Regions from separate parts of the Bombyx mori genome. Here region 1 is linked to region 2. Evidence: chromatin contacts called from public Hi-C data. All regions are on one chromosome and are shown on one strand. The core of a region is the stretch at or near the end of the contact, and the rest is flanking DNA. Distances in the headings are between cores, read along the strand shown.

Region 1 (4,640 bases), core at 393-2,892, 46 kb after region 2:
TCAGATTTCTAACGCTGGCCCTAGTATAAGACAACACGCGTCGCATTCAAAAAGCGAACGAAAATAACAAATTCTATACGAGCATGGTGTAGATGAACATTTCGATAACGTTATCCGCTTCATAAGCGTTGCATAATATCGCAATTCACAAAACAAAGCACAAACTCGGGCGCACCGTACACAAACACGTGCGCACACATGCCCGAGATAAGAGCACGGTCAACGACCTCCCGAGGACTAGCGGCTGAAATCTTTTATAGTCCCCGAAGGTAAGATGTTTTTAAAAATAAACGAACGATACTTAACATAAATCAATTATGTTCGGATAGTGCTTAGCTGTGGATCTATTGGAAGATGAATCAGAAGGAATAGTTTGTCTATTATTAATCTAATTTAAGACGTAATAAATAGGTTTTCAGCTAAATATGAAGATATTTAATTCTTTAACACGATTTATAGGTGATATCGATATTACAATGGGACTTAATATTTGTTCTAGTGTATTTTAAAATTGGCAGCAAAAAAATATGTAAATCGATTAGCTGAACCGATTATTCAATAAAAACCTTTTCAATTCTCAACAAAAAAATTAAGTTAGTGTTATTCATCCGAATTTTAATCAGTTGATCGATCAATAAAAATGCATTTAATTTTATTCATAAGTACATTAAGTACCTACCTTTATATTTATTTTCAATTTTTTTATCGTTAAATTCAATTCAATTTTTTTAAAGCTGCAAATAATAAACGCGAGATTAAAACGTAAAAACCAGTTTTAATTACGTATAAGATTCGGAAAAACCGAGGAAATTTACGTAACTTACGTAAGCTTACTCGCGTTCGCGTTAAAAAACAGCTTAAAGAACGACAGATTTGACATCAGCCGTAATATCATTGGAAGCCGAGAACAAAGACAATGGCGCCTGGTTATTGTTTAGAATAGCTACAGCTCTGGCGGAACAGCGACCTGGTCTTGAATGGAGTGAAAGTGCCTTCGGATACTTCCTGGCACGTGGAAAGTGAACGTTCATGAGCGCCTAGACTCGGTCCTGGCGCATAGCCGCAGAACATTTTACGTACAGAACGCTTAGTTGTTGAATACGTTACACATTTGTTTAAAGTGTTACAAATAAAATTTAAACGTAAAAAAAACATCCTACGAGTAAACGTCGAACTATGATAAGCCCAAATTCAAAACTGTTATGGCTAACTATACGATTTAATTAACTTCATATCTTCATATCAACCCACAATTTCATGATAATTATAGATTTTCCAATAGTACTCGAATAGTACTAGAATCTGCATAGAGTCCGAATTTAATGATAATAAATAATATAATGACTTGACAAAAATAAATAATTGACAAGTAGAGATAAAAAAAGGTACAGAGTTGTATTTTTTTTTTTTTTTTTTTTTCTTTGTAATTAATACAGAAATTCTTGCTGTATGCGTCTAAGCTAACGCCAACGTCCGATAGATAGCATCTCACGTTTGTTGTTAATGAAAAGAAAGTCACTTGGAAATATTTGCATGTAAATAGACACAATTATAATGAAATTCACAATTTAAAAATAAACTAGACGAAGGCATAGATGTTGAAAAGAGAGTTGGCAGTGAATTTATTTTGTTAGAACTTTTTTTTTGTGATTGAAAGATTACTGGTGGCCCGAAGGCCTTTCCAGTTTCACCAGGACAGGTGGGCGAGCAAAGGCTCAGCTAGGAGGGGTGGGATTTGCTAACAACTGCCCGAGCGCCTCCGAAGGAGACCTAGCAACTCAAGAGCAATTGCTTCGCGAATGAATCTACTACCGGATCGGAATCGCGACCCGCTGAGAAGATCCGGCGAGAAACTCAGCGGGCTGATGCACTACAAACAGTGAGATTGCTTGAATTAATGCTACTGGAACTAGTCATACTAAAGCGATTAACAGAATTGAAGTTCATTAACGTTAATGACATGCCATCGGTATAGTAAAACTGACACTTCGTTATAAATCTTTATTAAAATTGTCTCAATAAATAAATAAAACAAGTAGGTAACACTAGTTTGCTGTCGACTTATAATCATTTTGAATGATACTTAGATCTAATTCATATGATTACGGTTAGCCATTCATTACCTCGATTTTGATAAAATAAAATTCATACCAGAATCAGTAGAGGTTAGACCAGCGGAATTCAACAATTGGAAGTAGCTACGAATTCATTGCTGTCAATCGGTTTTGCATCCACATTTGTGGTAGATTCACTTGATTGATTGTTTCCGGAACAATGCATGAGATGTTAAATATTAAGATAGATTCGCCGTCGAGTATGAATGAGTAGAATTATTCAGGTGATGGATGACCGAGGGCGTTCAACCCAAAACGTGGGTCTACGACCGGCCGAGTTTCACACAGCTGATCGCGCCGACCTGCGTCACCCTGCACGATGGAAGCTAATAAATATTTTGAAATTTTCAGACACCGTTACTCATTTAAAATTTATAGAAATCACGTTCGTATTGATACGAATTTTTTAAAGTCACGTTTCCACAGAAGATCTCTTTCTGATTAGAAATGCCTGCACGGCAGATATGACTGGTGCCAGATTTATAGACACTTGTTCATATTTCTTGAAGCCATAGTGAAATGATAGGTGTCAGTGGCATTAAAAAAACGTCATAATTGTCAAAATATGGCTGCTACGCATATTTTTTTCTAAATTGTGGTTTTATCAAGAGTATTTCTATTTATTTCTTTATTCCTACTATTCGTTATTGCCAAATACAGTCGAGAGAATGGTACATCAAAACTATGGACCTGACACAAGTCATGAGGAACGCGCCCACCGGCGGCTCCAGATCATCTACGCACGGAAAACTAAGGAAAGACAAGTATTCATGCAAGAGCTTAAAGAAATAAGACAAAAGAATGACAAGCGTATGCTCAAGAAAGTTAGAGATTCAATTGGACCAATTTGGTATCAGGTTTTGAGCGTTCCGCAGAGAAGTGCTCTAGATACTTTAGAGTTTTCAATTTATCAGGACATTTTAGAAGGCCGTCCCATAAGAACGGCTAGAGTCATGAAAGAGCTAGGTTTATACCCACGTCCAAACATTATAAACTTAATGAACTGTGTATATTTAGGGCGGAATGATCCAAAAGAGATGCTAGCACAACTATTCCTTATGACTTACGGCCATCCTATCGATGGGAAACGAGCTGTCTACAATCTGAATGCCCGGCTCATGTTGTCTGGTATACTATATTTAGGTCTAGATAACCTCATACAATTGCTCCGTGAAAGATTCAAACCTGATCCAAGTCATAAAAAACCGGTCAATAAGCCGAAGGCTAAAATCGAACCTCCATTGAAATCACCGTATCTTCAAAAAATGATAGCTGTTCTTTATGAGCCTCCTAAAAGGAAGCCGAAGCGTCCACCTCCTTTGCCTAACTTAAATGATCTCAATGAGCCTTACGAAGAAGAGCCACCGGTGCCTAAGCTACCTCCCCCTCCGCCGCCACCACCACCACCAAAAAAAAGGCTAGCGCGATCGTTTTGTGACAAAATTGCTGGAATCATGAGAATTGAGCCTCACACATCCGTGACGGCAGTCAGTTTGAAAACAGTCGCTCGTACTAGTCATCGTAAGCTTCGGGGCTCAAAACTATCTGTTACTGAAGTTAAAAAGACCTATGGCATGAGTGGGGTTGGTAAAAGAAAAGGTGGCCGAAGAAGAAAACCCGTAGCGCCATCTACAGGCATGTGGAACACACAATACGTGATCAGCGGGGTTTGTTACATACGTGGAAAATCAGTTTTTGTGATTAGTACAGTTTCCGTGCTGCCTCCAACAGGGGATCTCATTCACGGTGGACACAAATACATGGGCGGTCAATGCGTCAACATACATTGTGGTTTCCGCGGGCGACCACCACCACCGAAACCTGATCCTTGCGATTGCGTTAAGAAATGGCACGATACAGTGATCCAATATGTAAAAAGAACAAAATGCTATTGCGGTCATCACTATGATTATGGTAACGAGGGAGCTTTTCTACCTGAAGAATTACCATTTTTCGAAAAGCCTACACGGAAATCGCCTTTCGTTTTTAATTATGACACAATTTATGACTTAGATGAAAAACGACTCCTCGTTCGCAAGGAATTCAAAAAACTTTGGGACACAGATAGCGTGCTTCACGTTGATGACGGTACTTTGAAAGCTATCAAAGATAAAAAGAAGAAAAAGTTAAAGAGGTCATCTACTACATGTTTGGGTGAATCTCCGAAGCCGGAAGATTACTTGAAATGCGCTCTGCGGCTGATGAAAAAAGTAAATGTCGCTGCAAGATTACCAGACATACATCTAGTTCCAGAGCTTAAGGAATGGATGAGGAGACGTATTTATGGTCCATTAAAGGGATACCAAATAACAGAAACACTGCGCAAAAGCGAATTCTATTGGCAGCTATTCCGTATGTTCGCTATGAAAGGATACGATCACGTTTCTTCTCCGAGAGATGCCATTTTCGGTGGTAATACAAATTGGATGCACAAGCGAGAATTACAACAACAATTCGACAAATACACTGAGAAATTTAAGTTACAAATGTATCGGTCTCACGCTTACGGTACCAATCTCATGTGGC
Region 2 (4,849 bases), core at 1,663-4,162:
TGGTTACTGGAGCCCATATACATCTACAACGTAAATGCGCCACCCACCTTGAGATATAAGTTCTAAGGTCTCAGTAAGGCTAAGGAATATGAAGTTCAACGAACATCAAAAAACCGACCCATGCAAATTGGAGCGATGTAAGTAAACAAACGACAAAATTTGCTAAGCGCAGACATCGCACACATCCGTGTAGTAGCGAGCGAGTGCGGTGCAGCTGTGTGCGTCGGGAGGTGGGTCTCGTCTCGATGTCTAGGTGTCCTAGGGTGCATCGCTGCAGCGTTGGGCTAGGTCGATCCCCGCCCTGCAATAACTGGCGCCACGTAATGAAACGCTCAACGTTGATCGCAAGCCCTCCGAGAGGGACTCGAGTTTGTTTCCCTCGATAATGAGTTCGCGTAGTTCATTGCTCATTTGGTGGCCTGTTTTGAGATTTTTTTTAATTTGTTTGCTTACCATAGAGTAAGTACAGACTAACGAATATTATGAAGAGTAGCGGATTGATGCCTTCGAAATGTGTTGCTGGAGGAGGATGTTGGGTATTCCCTGGACCGCACGCCGCACCAATGTATCCATCCTAGCTCAGCTCAAGATCCGAACTAGACTTTCCACCATTTGCCTGCGAGGGATTCTTGAATACTTTGGCCACATTGCAAGGAAAGACAGTGACGACAGCTTGGAGAAATTGGTGGTCAGTGGAAAGGTCGAAGGCAAGCGACGAAGACGCAGGAACCCGACCCGTTGGACGGACCAGATTCGTGCAGCCCTTGATACCACAGTGCACGATGCTCTGCACTCAGCTGCAGATAGGAACAAATGGCGGTGCATTATAAAAACAACAAACTGTTTCAAGGCCATGACCACGACCCTCAGTAATGAGGAAACCGACGCAAGGAGGAGGAGAGTCCGCGGCAACTAAATTTTTTTCTTAGAAACCCACCTGGTGTGAAGTGTTTACTGGAACCCATAGACATCTACGACGTAAATGCGCCACCCACCTTGAGATATAAGTTCTAAGGTCTCAGTATAGTTACAACGGCTGCCCCACCCTTCAAACTGAAACGCTTTACTGCTTCACGGCAGAAATAGGCAGGGCGGTAGTACCTATCGACTCACAAGAGGTCCTCCACCAGTAACTATTTTTTTTTTACCATAACAAAAAAAAAACTTCAGCTATTTTAATGGAGTAAACTTAATTGAAGTTCAATTAAAAACATCGAACTGTTGATGCTAATACTATTTATAAATAAAACGTACCTTTAATTACAAAGATTAAATGTCGCTTAAGCCAAATAGCCTTCCCCCCCTCGATATAAAGAATAACGCCTGCACAAAAACCAACTTCTACAGAAGGTAAACTGACCACTTGTCTTCTATTAGAAGTTATCATCCTTTAGTTAGAGCAATGCTCATTTTTCTTCAACTTATCCCCCATCTACTAACTTGAATACTGAATGAGCGTTCTGTGTCTGTTTGGATACCAGCACAGGGTCGTAACGAGACAATACAACTGTTCGGCTTATAGGCTATTAGTGCCTTCGTCTTAAGGTCTACTGTGGTTTTTTTTTCTCAGTTTCTATTTTTCCTACCTGTGCTGATAGCCTTGAGAGGCTATACCAGCGTTACCCTATCGTTTAGGTGAGCTCTCGGGCTCAAACCGGAGCCCTAGCAAGAGCAGTGCTTCGCAGAATCTACCATCGGATCGGAAATGCGATCCACTGAGAAGATCCGGCGCGAAACTCATTGGGCTGTGTTTGTGGATGACAGCCACCACTTTACATTAGGAGTTTATTAAGAAACACACTAAAAAAAATTGGTATGTTATGAATGTGTTTTATTATTGTTGTGTTGTGCATTACAAACATTATAATGTTTTCATTATCGTCTATCAGTTAAGTTTTTTCCAATTTGAATAGGAATAGTATTTAGTACATAATGTTTTTCAAAATATCTACCTCGAAAACTATTTATCGTAAGCTATTATTTCCTGACAGTGGCATTGGCCATATAATAGTTACGCTATCGACAAAACGTGCAATCAAAACATTCGATAAGTTATATAATACCAATGTTTATTTACCAATACGCGTCCCCGGAGGTCGTCGACCTCGACTCCCGGTCGGCAAAATTCGGAAGCGTCCGAACATCGAACAAGGATAAACTTATGTGGCAATGGATGAGTGCGAGCGAGTAGACCGCGAGGGTAGAGACCTTGAGCTGGCAAAATCAAGGGTAAAGTGATGTGGTTGTGTGCGTAAACACCGAGGACTTCTGTGTGCGTCGATACTCATAGTTACGAGTATGAATAGGTATTAGTGATACCAGGAAATATAGAGAAACGTTTTTTTGAGCAAATCTCCCCTTTGTTTGCAAAATACATGCGATAATGATTTCCGATCGATTTTATTGGGATAAGTGAAACATAAAAAAACCTTACATCTCGTAATGACATTAATTAAAATTTCATGTATTTTCCCTTTACATTTACTCATGATAATTTACGACACGTTTTGGGGGGAAAACTGTATTCCTACAAGACGTTGTATTACGCCATACAAAGTTAAAAAAATAACTTTAAATCTATCAACATCATCAAACACGGCAAGCAATAAAGTCTCAGCATTCCTTTGGTCTTCATTGAGACAAGTTTTAATTAACTGATTTTTTATGGCTATGCTCTCAAACATAAAAATAAACCATACCAACATGATTATCGCAATTCGGTAAACTTAAACCAATGATGTAATGCAATTAAGTGATCGAGCCGCGGATAAAAATAAAATAGTATGTCAACAAGCAACAACTACGAACCACGTGCTCTGCCCAAAATAGACGTGCACGCACACGCACTCGCGCCAGTACGCACACACACGCAAGCCACGCGGCCGCAGTGCCCGCGGAAAAATCAATATTTTGAGCAAAACTACTTCCCATTGCACGCCTGTGTGCGGCGTTCGGTTCCCTGACTAAATTCATGTTTAAAGCCTAACTCCCCCGATACCGCCAAACTGAATCAGACCGTATCTTTTACGGAATAAAGTGCTATTTCCTCTATTATGTTCAAGGGTAGTTAAATCATGAGGGTACGAGTTAGTGCCGTCCCGCTCCGATCAATCGGATGGGCAGGTCGCTCGGCCGCGTGGCGGCGGCCGACGACCCCGGCTCGGTCGTTACCCCGCGACAGTTGCACCCTGCTACCCCGACTGCCAAGTACGCACCCTTATTCTTGCCGAATCTTGGACCTGAACCGCTGCTGACATTGACTCGAGTCTAGGTTCAATGACCTCCACAACGCGCTTCCGTTTTCCGCTGCGCTTTATCGAAATTCTCGTTCAATACTTGCTTATCGTAGTTTATTTTTATCCATGGTACTTATACGAAAATTCTAAATTTAAATTTGTCAAAAGTGGGAAGAAAATGAATGTTAATCATTCTGTTATTATTCAAATTAAGAATTAATCTAATTTATGCTCTTAAAGTCATAAAAATAAGTTTTTCGGTCACTTGATTTAAAAAATGCAGCATTACCATAACCGGAACTGTCTCCACTAAATCGTTAAGCGACGTTAAGAATTATAAATTACGAGCACATTACCGCGGATACTCGAACGCCCATTTAATCAAGTTTAACAAGAGCAAAGCAATCTGTAACTGAGTGAATGAGGATGAATGACTGCGCGCACGCTTCAGAGCTAACTGACGCTAATGCAATGAAGCGGTCATACAAATCATTCTTTCAAAGCAAATTAGGCAAAAGGAATGCCAGACTCGGCGCCGATGGCAAGGCAAGATAAACAAAACAAAAAAACTCTGATGAACCTTGCCGAAATTAACGAGTGATTCATAAAAAAAATATTGAAGCGCGAACGCACATTTATTAAAACATTTTAATACGTATTAATCTTTCTGAGAATCGTTTGAGAGTAAAATTATTGTAAAGTTTGTTAATTTTGTTGATGAATCAAAAAATACATTCCGAGACACCAGAGCAACAAAGAATTTCATCTTTGTTTTTAATTTTTGAAATTACAATTCCTACTCCCGTTACAGTCTACCACTACTTCCCCTTTTACGCCATTAATTAGTACCCAGTAGTAATTGGTACTATTGATTAGTAAGCTTCCTTTAAAACATCATCTAATCGGAACTTGAAATTGCACTCGTAATATGGGCCCTTAAAGTAAACAAGCGCATATCATTAATTACGATTCGATATAGATTCCTCTAAACCAATAAAACTGGTTGGTTTAAGTTGTGTAATACACCATCAATTATTACACTTGATGATTTTAAATATGCAATTAGTGTATTTAATAAATAAAGTACTTTTGCAAAATATCTTCAATTTACATTTTTATTGATTTTGATGTGTTGCTGACGTTCATGCATATCCACTCACCACTTCGATAAAGCGGCACGACACGAGAACCCTCTCATCGTGGCCGCCGGTAACTACATTCCCGATCCTGCGGACAGAATGGAAAGCAATCCACGTCGCCCCAAACACGTCATTTCGGATCCTCCCGATCCAATCATTAAGTTTCTCGCCGGATCTTCTCAGTGGGTCGCGTTTCCGATCCGGTAGTAGATTCTGCGAAGCACGGCTCTTGCTAGGGTTCATGTTAGCAACGTCGTCAGGTTTGAGCCCCGTGAGCTCACCTACTAGTTAAGGTTACGCTGAAATAACCTCTCAAGACTCTCAGCTTAGGTAGGAAAAAAATATCCACTCATTAGGAAATCTTTCATTTTGTAATTCGACAGCACCTTCAGGCTCCCACTAATTCATATCCTGATCTTACAAATCTCAGATCTGCTTTACGCCAGTTGTAAAATTTTCATGATATTATAAATG

Evidence for each region. A called contact is a pair of places that touch in the nucleus more often than the background predicts.
Region 1: a contact with region 2 is called in a Hi-C map of midgut, with 1.8 times the contacts expected there. The contact joins the promoter of LOC101738448 here to the enhancer-like site in region 2. A contact is called at or near these places in 2 of 7 Hi-C or Micro-C datasets (midgut and whole pupa).

Annotation. Positions count from the first base shown.
Region 1 is chr15:5,167,114-5,171,753 of ASM3026992v2, forward strand. LOC101738448 reads left to right here and starts at 1,643. Exons shown (of 1, transcript XM_004928555.5): 1 at 1,643-4,640. The coding sequence starts at 2,783.
Region 2 is chr15:5,120,224-5,125,072 of ASM3026992v2, forward strand. It overlaps a transcript of Grf not described here. Among protein-coding and RNA genes, the nearest start is that of LOC101738448, 46 kb to the right of the region's middle. Within about 2 kb of position 2,913, at least 7 of the 8 cell types and tissues checked have open chromatin away from gene starts, as enhancers often do.